Linked DNA regions of Mus musculus: regions 1 and 2 are each linked to region 3. The links are chromatin contacts, called in public Hi-C and HiChIP or PLAC-seq maps. All regions are on one chromosome and are shown on one strand. The core of a region is the stretch at or near the end of the contact, and the rest is flanking DNA. Distances in the headings are between cores, read along the strand shown. Region 1 holds the start of Bysl (bystin-like). Region 2 has its middle 19 kb from the start of Taf8. Region 3 has its middle 21 kb from the start of Bicral.

Region 1 (2,700 bases), core at 155-2,654, 760 kb after region 3:
GCAACTGGGAGGTGAACAACAATTCCTCCCCAGTGAGACAGGTGGCAGTACCCACCCCTCTTCCCCCTTTTAGCCCGTAAACAATACTGTTTCCCCTCCCCTGTCGCTGGGACAGGGACAGTCCCCACTTGCTTTTCAGGTCTTATTCGAAGGACATGAAATCTGGGATACCCACCATGTAGAATTAATGTTCATCTGCTTTTTTGTTTAAATAGAAATATCATCACTTTTTTCCTCTCTCTTGAGAGACAGGGCTCGTTAATCTGAAATTTACTATATAGCCAAGAAGGTCTTCTGCCTTGCTTCTCGAGTGCTGGGATTACAGGTGAGCCTCGCCACTCCTGCTTGGAATATGTAACTCTATTTAATGGGTGCCTTGAGCTAGACTTCCGGTGTTATCAGGAGGAACGAATATCTTATTTCTGTATCAAAACTGCCTAAAAACTTAACACAGCTCAAAACATTATGCAGGCAGTCCACAAATACTTCAAACGCCCAGAGGATAAATAAATAAATGCTAGACCACCAGGTGGTGGTGGTACCCGCCTTTACTTGGGAGGCAGAGGCAGGCAGCTTTATGAGTTCGAGGCCAGCCTGGTCTACAAAGTGAGTTCCAGGACAGCCAGGGCTATACAGAGAAACCCTGTCTCGAAAAAAACCTAAAATAAAATAATGCTAGAACTGGTGTGAGAGATCACTTTTCGTTGGCTTAACTCTGAATTCTGGAATTCAGGAGTGGAAGTGGAGGAACACGCCGGTAAAGTATTCTGATGGGGTGTCAGACCGGCCCAACTCACGACTCCACCCCTTGTCACTCACCCAGCCGCGTGGCGCGCTCTCGCGGTGGTGCTGACCGATCACCAGCCCCATGGTCAGTTTCGAGCTCCTCCTGCTGTTGTCTGGCTTGCTGCAAAATCCGTCTGCTTAGCCGGGGTCCCACATACTCTTCCTCCTCTTCGACCTCACGCCCCCGCCGTTTTTCTCGGGTCCCCGCGCGCACTGCGTTCCCAGCCAGGATCTGCTCGGCCAGAGGTGCATGCTTCTCCCGATTGCTGGCCCCACGTGTCACCTTGAATTTGGGCATTTTGGCCGAAAAAATTGCCCACCAGGTTCACACGTGTGAAGCCGGCTAAAAAGCCGATACTGCGCTTGCGCTGTGTGTTCCGATCGCCAAGAGGCCACTGAGAGATCACAGTGCCCCCCAGCGTTAGGAGGCCGGAAGTTCCTCATCTATTACTCTCAGGAAGAGCTTCGGGACCTATAGCAGGAGCCCCCAAATTCTCAGGTAATCTCATTAGAAAGGTGGATGTCCAAGTCACCCTTTTCCAGAATTCATGAAAGTAGCCTAGGGCGTCCTGTCAACCCGTTGGACGCCTTGGGGGCGGAGCCGAGTCGATGACGTTCTAGAAATGTCACCACTGGGTACCAGAGATGGCGCTCCCTGTGGGCGTGTCGCCGCGGCGCTCAGTATTTGCGCATTTCCGGCGGTCGATCAACGACTGCTTCCTGTGTTTAGGGGGCCGCCGTTCGCGTGAAGGTCTGGAGTCTCTGAGTTCGAGGGTTTGGAGGCGCCACCTTTTGATCCTTCGCTATGGGAGTGACGTGGTAGGACTTGAAGGGCTTCTGTGGTGACGGAGCATATAGGGTCGTGAAGGTGTCTGTGGGCCTGTGATGGCCCGGGGAAAGGGATTTTGACCGAGGTTCTCGGTTCCTCGGGGGGCTGACCAAGATGTCTTCCGGTTGTGTGGATGGGGGACACTGCGTGGGACTTCTCTCTTCCCAGACACACCCCTTTGGCAAAGGGAGCAGCGCATCCCTAGGACCCGCCAGGAGTTGTACCTTTTTCTTGGTACCTCTTCCTGTCCTTGAGGCCTTGTAGTGTCGCTACTAGCACCCAAAGGTTAGAAATAGGGTTTCTAGATTAGGAGTTGTTCGCAGAAAGGGATAAGAGTGGCGCGAGGAGAAAGTGACTTTTCTATTTTGCTTGCAGTTACAGACTTTGAATTGGCCATTTTAAGGTGTTGGGGCTAGTGACAGAGGTAGGAGGAAAGGAGCGGTTGGGAGTTTGGAGTTCGGAGTACCAGGCAGAGACAATTTTTCGAGCTGGGTGTCTCACTGTGTAGGCTTGGGAGGCCCGGAACTCACTCTGTAGAACAGGCTGGACTCGAATTCACAGAGATCCACCTGCCTCTCTCTGCCTCTCAAGCGCACGGATGAAACGGACGCGAGCCACCATCGCCTGGGCTTCAGACAGTTTTGATTGACTTTTATCTTAAACATGTTTGAAGTCTCACTTGATAAAAAGGCAGTTGGTAAGGTTTGGGCACCGTGCTTTTCTGGGTATTAATTTTAAAGTACTCGGCCTCAGCACTTAAAAGTCTTGGTAGTGGTGTGCTTCTTTCCAGTTAAAGAAGCTTGGAGGCCAGGGGCCACAGGTCTGCCCTGTGAAAGGAAGGCTCTTGCCACAGTTGACACTAGGAGCCTCATCTCATACTTCTACCCTACTGTAAAGAATGCCTGTGAGCAATGAAGACAGATCACAGCAGAGTCATTTAGAGTTCAGTTTCCCTGTTTGCAGTAAGTTGATACAGGACAGGGCCTTTCCTGGGGCCTTTGGAAGAGTCAGGCAATCCATCTGAGGGCTGATGCCTTTGATTCCAACATTTGGGAGGCAGAGTCAGGCAAGTTTCTGTGAATTCC
Region 2 (2,700 bases), core at 138-2,637, 670 kb after region 3:
CCTGCAGAGAGGCAGAACTACTGTAACCTGGTGGGGAACGGTCTCCTCAAAAGAAGGCAGGGGTAGAGCTCCGTGGTAGAGAGCCCTTGCCTAACAGGCTGAGGGCCTGGATTTAATCCCCAGATGAGGGAGGAAGGGAAATGAGAGGGTGGGAGTCGGACATGGTGGCATATGCCTTTAATCCCAGTACTTGGAAGGCAGAGACAGGAGGATCTCTGTGAGTTCCAGGCCAAAAGAGAGAGGGAGAGAGAATGGGACCTAGGAATGTCACTAAGTTGGTAGAGTGCTTCTGTAAGCGTGCAGGAAGCCCTGTGTTCAGTTCCATAAACTACAGTAATCCTAGAATTCGGGGGGTGGAGGTTCAAAGCCTGCCTCAACGACATCGCCAGTTTAAGGCCAAGCGGAGCTGTGAGGGTTTCTCATACATACAGTTTAGATATACTCTCCATACATTAAGACGCATAATCAATTAAGGGAAGTAAACCACAAATGGGATTAAAGGCGTGTCTCCCAAGTGCTGGGATTAAAGGCGTGCACCACCACGCCCGGCTTTGCCTTTTCTTTTTTTTAAGAACATTTCAGCTGCAGCTGTGTGTGGCTTGACCCCCAGTGCTACATAATCCCAGGATTTGTAGAGACAGAGGATCAGGGGTTCAAGGTCCTCCTCGGGGTACCTATTAGGAGGGCAGCCCAGGCTACGTGAGACTCTGTCTCAATAAAAATAAAAATAAAAAGCTGGGTGGTGGTGGCGCACGCCTTTAATCCCAGCACTTGGGAGGCAGAGGCAGGCGGATTTCTGAGTTCGAGGCCAGCCTGGTTTACAAAGTGAGTTCCAGGACAGCCAGGGCTACACAGAGAAACCCTGTCTTGAAACCCCCCTCCCCCCCCAAAAAAAGGTCCAGTTCTATAATAACAGGAAGAATAGAACATGTACTAGGAGTGTTCCATGAGCTTATGGGAAAAGTGTCGCTAGTTTGTGGTACCTCATTGGAAGCTGTAGGAGCTAAGAGTAAAGCTGGCAGTGGAGGGCTCAGTAAGGCCCAGAGCCTGGTGTGGACCCCAGCTTGCAACTCTCTGTCCTCTCTTCAAGTCCCGTTATACCAATTAAACAAAATTTTAAAAGTGTCCTGCCTGGCACTTCGGGGGTGCCCAGCTCAGGCCGTCATGACAATTGGGGTGGGCGGAGTTAGATAAGGGGGGGTAGTTACCCTCAAAAGGGCACAGAGTAGGTCTGAAGAAAGCCAGCTTCCTCTAGTCCTTTTGAGCAGCCTGGGGCTGCAAGGGTGGAGGGCCGGGGGAAGACTGCGGTGGGAGCAGGAAGCTGGGCAGCATCCCGCAGAGTCTGCCTCTCCAGCTCAGCAACAGAGGAGGGGGTGGAGTCTCCGTTGAGCCCTGAGATAAGGAACAGGCAGCAGCTGACAAGGGGATCAAAATAAACAGCTGTGCCCCGGGGAGAACAAGCTTTGCATTCCGTTCTGTGATCCCACCCCAATCCCTACTTCTCCCCCAGCCCGCCCCGCCCCCACCCGAGCACACTCGGCATCCCCGTCGGCTCTGAGGGCCTCCCCTCAGCCTTGGCTTAGCTCCTTGTGAGCTGTGTTCCCACATCAGCCCCCTCTTTAGGCAGAGGCTCTCGGGGGCCTTTCTCCAGCTGTCTGGAAGGACTGAGGACTCGAGACAGGTGGCCGGAGGTGGAAAAGAGAGGCCTCTTCCAGGGCCAGCCCCCATCTGCCAGGCTGGGCCACCCTCAGACTCTCCCCTGGGTAATCTAGGAAGGCCTGGGAAATAGAGTGGGGCTAAGCTCTGATAGCCAGGCTGGGGAGGCTGAGGCAGGAGCTGGGGTCTAGTGGTGAGAGGAGTATTCACTGGGCTGGAGACTTCTGCTCTCTGCCTCCCCAGGCACTCAGTACAGAAAGGATTGACAGTGACTTTTACGAGGGGCCGCTTTGACTGGCTTATGGGAGTTTATTCCTCAGTATAGTGCCTGAAGGTATCCTGGTCCCAGGGATCTGAGAGACTCCATAACTCCTGAGACTTCTTACTAGTGACCTTATTTCGACACACGCTAGCCTGGGGTCTAAGAGCTACAAGGAGCCACTACTTGCCCATCCCCCAGGGCTAGGCCGGCTCCTGGGGCCACCATGAGTAGCAATTAGCACCCCTTCTTCAAGATACCCCCATAAGCAGTCCCAGTCCGAAGAATGCAGGGTTTCAGGAAGGCCCTGGGCCACATCAGGAAGTGTCTTCATTGTCCTGAAGAAGGTTTGATGACTTCTGTGTTCCTGAGCCTGGATGTGGCTTCTAGCCTGGTTGTCCAAGGGTCAGATGCAGGGGCCTGCAGGGTGGTGTTAGCTTTGAGATACATCGGGAGTCTTAGCTGCTGGCAGGAAGTTGGCTCAATGGGAACACACGCAGAAGGGTCACCTGCTTCTTGCTGGCACGCTCCCAAACCTCTGTACTCAACTGACTCCTTGAGGCCCCCAAGACCCTCCAAGATACTATGTGTTTGACAGATTCTAGGCATATCCTCACTTATGTAGCCACCCTGACCCCTGAACAGTGGTTTGAATAAATGAATGCCCCAGAGAGCTAGGGGCAGCCGCTTGTGTATAAGAATCTCGGGATAGGAGCGGTACATCCTAAGGCCTCTATGGAACCCGGCTACGTTTTAGGAAGCTGCAGTATATTCAGGCCCAGAAA
Region 3 (2,700 bases), core at 147-2,646:
TGGCCTAGAACCCAGTGTAGTTCACACTGGCCTCAAATATAGAGATCCTCTTGCTTCTGCCTCCCTGAGAGCTGGGATTAAAGGTGTGTGCCACTGTACCCACCGACTTTAACATGTATTGAAAGGCCATCAGGGTGTGAAGCAGGATAAAAGTGAGACAAATAATATTTGTGAAATGTTTACATTCTAGCCAGGAACAAAGTTGAACTCCTGATGATGTAAGGAAGTTGGATTTGGTGGACCTGAAATAAGCCACTTTGAGAGGCAACACCTATCCTGACTTAAGAGCTTTGGTTCTTCTAACGCAGTGTTTGATGTGTTTGTAGCCAGTGAGCCAAAGAAGCCACAAGAACAGGAAGTGTTCAATTTACAACTTTATTAAGAAATTGATAATTAAACAAGTCACACCCTTTCAAGAGTGTCTAGGACTAAGGGAGCCCTTGGGACTTTCCTGAATGGAAGCACTGGAGGGAAGGGAGAGAGGACAGTAAAGACCCAGCGGCCCCACCCAGCATCCCATCCCAAGGCATCCTTCAAGCATCTTTATTAACACTACTTGCTGGGAGAGCTCTGCTCATCCCACATGCTGCTGCTTAGTGGCTGTTTCTCTTCCCCACTATTTCCATCCAACTAAGACACCTCCCAGGAATGCATCCTTTCTCCCTATATTCAGGCCTTCTTAACCTCCATCCCTAACAAATGGCCCTGCATCTTCTAAGCCAGTTACAGTAATCAATTTTGAATGCCTTTTTTCTTTTCTTTTAAAAAGATTTATTATTATATCTAAGTACACAGTAGCTGTCTTCAGACGCACCAGAAGAGGGCGTCAGATCTCATTACGGATGGTTGTGAGCCACCATGTGGTTGCTGGGATTTGAACTCGGGACCTTTGGAACTGCTGAGCCATCTCTCCAGCCTCCCCCACCCCCCCCTTTTTTTTTTAAAGATTTATTATATGTAAGTACACTGTAGCTGTCTTCACACACCCCAGAAGAGGGCATCAGATCTCATTACTGATGGTTGTGAGTCATCATATGGTTGCTGGGATTTGAACTCAGGACCTTCAGAAGAGCAGTTGGCGCTCTTAACCTGCTGAGCCATCTCACCAGCCCCCCCCCCTTTTTCCCTAATTTCCCTCTACTGTTATTCTGTAGCCAGTTCAAGGGACACGAACCTAAGAAAAAGTACTACCAGCTGCCTCAAAGAGGAGCCAGCTGGTTAAGGGTTTTATACATTTCCACTGGCATCCTTTGGATACTTTCTTCCCTCAACACCTCTCCCTCTCCCCAGTGCAACTGTGCAAAGGTCAAAAAGTCAAACTGGGGCTGGGAAACAGCACAGCAGTACAGAGCTCTCAGTGCGCAGACTCAGGGCTCCAGGCAGCAGCCTGCAGGTGTCTTATGTCCCACTTGCCCTGCAGCCCGAGATGACCAACAACTTCCTTCTGAAACCAGCCGCCACCTGTTCTTCCTGCAAGATGCTGGCCATGCGTGAGAGCACCACAGCCTGCCCTCCATCCCCGCCTCCGAGGTTTCACTCCCTCTAACTCCTGCTCTTCTTTTCTGCCTTCACTCCACTCTCCTCCCACCCTGATAAACCTTGTTCTTAGATCTGAAATTCTTTGTCCTTTCTCAAGAATCCTGCCCCTTTATCAGACTTGCTGTTTTATTAATCTCTCCCTCTTGGGTAGATACTCTCAGCTCATGTGAAAATGTTGGAAAATGGCTCTGGAGGTAAAGTGCCTAAGCCTTGGGTTTGATCTCCAGAACCATGTTAAAGATGAAAGACTTGACAGACCTACACACACACATTCTCTCCCCACACCAAGTACTCAAAATGAGGCTGTAACCCCGCTGCAGTATTTACTCCCCACTCTTTGAGCCCAGCCCTTCAACTCACACGGCAGAGAAGCTGCTTGTCAGATGGGTGGGCATGCCGCCACGGCCTAACTCCTCAGCATTCCACTGGGCACACTACTGTCCTTGCACAGCTTGGTCCACTTCTGTGCTCTCACATGACTTGGGCTGCTCCCAGGACACACCCACCAGCCAGTGACTTCTAACAGCTCAATTTTGGTACCCAACAAGTGGCATATGAATCCTGTCACCATCCCTTGCCAGCTAGTCCTCTTCTGGTCGTCTCCAAATTCTAAGTGGCACCGTCAGCCACTCAAAGCTTGGCCCATAAATGAGAAGCATAAATGAGAGGCATTCTTTTTTTTTTTTTTTTTTTTTTTTTTGGTTTTTCAAGACAGGGTTTCTCTTTATAGCCCTGGCTGTCCTGGAACTCACTTTGTAGACCAGGCTGGCCTCGAACTCAGAAATCTGCCTGCCTCTGCCTCCCGAGTGCTGGGATTAAAGGCGTGCGCCACCACGCCCGGCTGAGAAGACATTCTTGATTCCTTCCGCTCTTGCAGGACCAGACTACAGTGCAAACCTTTCTAATCCCTACCTTTTACACAGCGGTCAAATCGTCTATAAAGAACATGAGCACTTCTGCACTGGTAGTCCTAGGACTAGGAAACTGAGGCAGGAGGATCACATGAACACAAAACTTGAGCCCAAGCAATTAAGCACGACTATGATACTGAAGTTTCAAAACAAAAATCCTCCGCAGTGGATTGCTCGTTAGCAATGCTTGCAGCCCTGAGTTCAAATCCCCACCCTACTCCCTTAGACCATAGCTTCTCACTGCAATTAG

The links. A called contact is a pair of places that touch in the nucleus more often than the background predicts. HiChIP or PLAC-seq counts read pairs in DNA pulled down with a chosen protein or histone mark.
Region 1: a contact with region 3 is called in a Hi-C map of regulatory T cells, with 5 times the contacts expected there. The contact joins the promoter of Bysl here to the enhancer-like site in region 3. A contact is called at or near these places in 1 of 484 Hi-C or Micro-C datasets (regulatory T cells) and 5 of 115 datasets of contacts at active chromatin or transcription factors (astrocytes, embryonic stem cells and pancreatic cancer cells).
Region 2: a contact with region 3 is called in an H3K27ac HiChIP or PLAC-seq map of embryonic stem cells, with 5 read pairs. The contact joins two enhancer-like sites. A contact is called at or near these places in 7 of 115 datasets of contacts at active chromatin or transcription factors (embryonic stem cells, extraembryonic endoderm stem cells, microglia and 1 more) and 1 of 9 other capture datasets (embryonic stem cells).

The regions. Positions count from the first base shown.
Region 1 is chr17:47,610,088-47,612,787 of GRCm38.p6, forward strand. Bysl (bystin-like) reads right to left here and starts at 1,405. Exons shown (of 7, transcript NM_016859.3): 1 at 820-1,405. The coding sequence starts at 1,084. It overlaps Gm20517 (predicted gene 20517), which reads left to right and starts at 1,498. Exons shown (of 9, transcript NR_157366.1): 1 at 1,498-1,605. It overlaps Med20 (mediator complex subunit 20), which reads left to right and starts at 1,498. Exons shown (of 4, transcript NM_020048.4): 1 at 1,498-1,605. The coding sequence starts at 1,592.
Region 2 is chr17:47,520,399-47,523,098 of GRCm38.p6, forward strand. It overlaps a transcript of Ccnd3 not described here. Among named protein-coding and RNA genes, the nearest start is that of Taf8, 19 kb to the left of the region's middle. RefSeq lists an enhancer at 387-2,700. Within about 2 kb of position 1,388, at least 283 of the 459 cell types and tissues checked have an H3K27ac peak or open chromatin away from gene starts, as enhancers often do. A contact at or near this core is called in embryonic stem cells, where this site is marked.
Region 3 is chr17:46,851,520-46,854,219 of GRCm38.p6, forward strand. It overlaps a transcript of Bicral not described here. Among named protein-coding and RNA genes, the nearest start is that of Bicral, 21 kb to the left of the region's middle. Within about 2 kb of position 1,397, at least 95 of the 459 cell types and tissues checked have an H3K27ac peak or open chromatin away from gene starts, as enhancers often do. A contact at or near this core is called in astrocytes, embryonic stem cells and regulatory T cells, where this site is marked.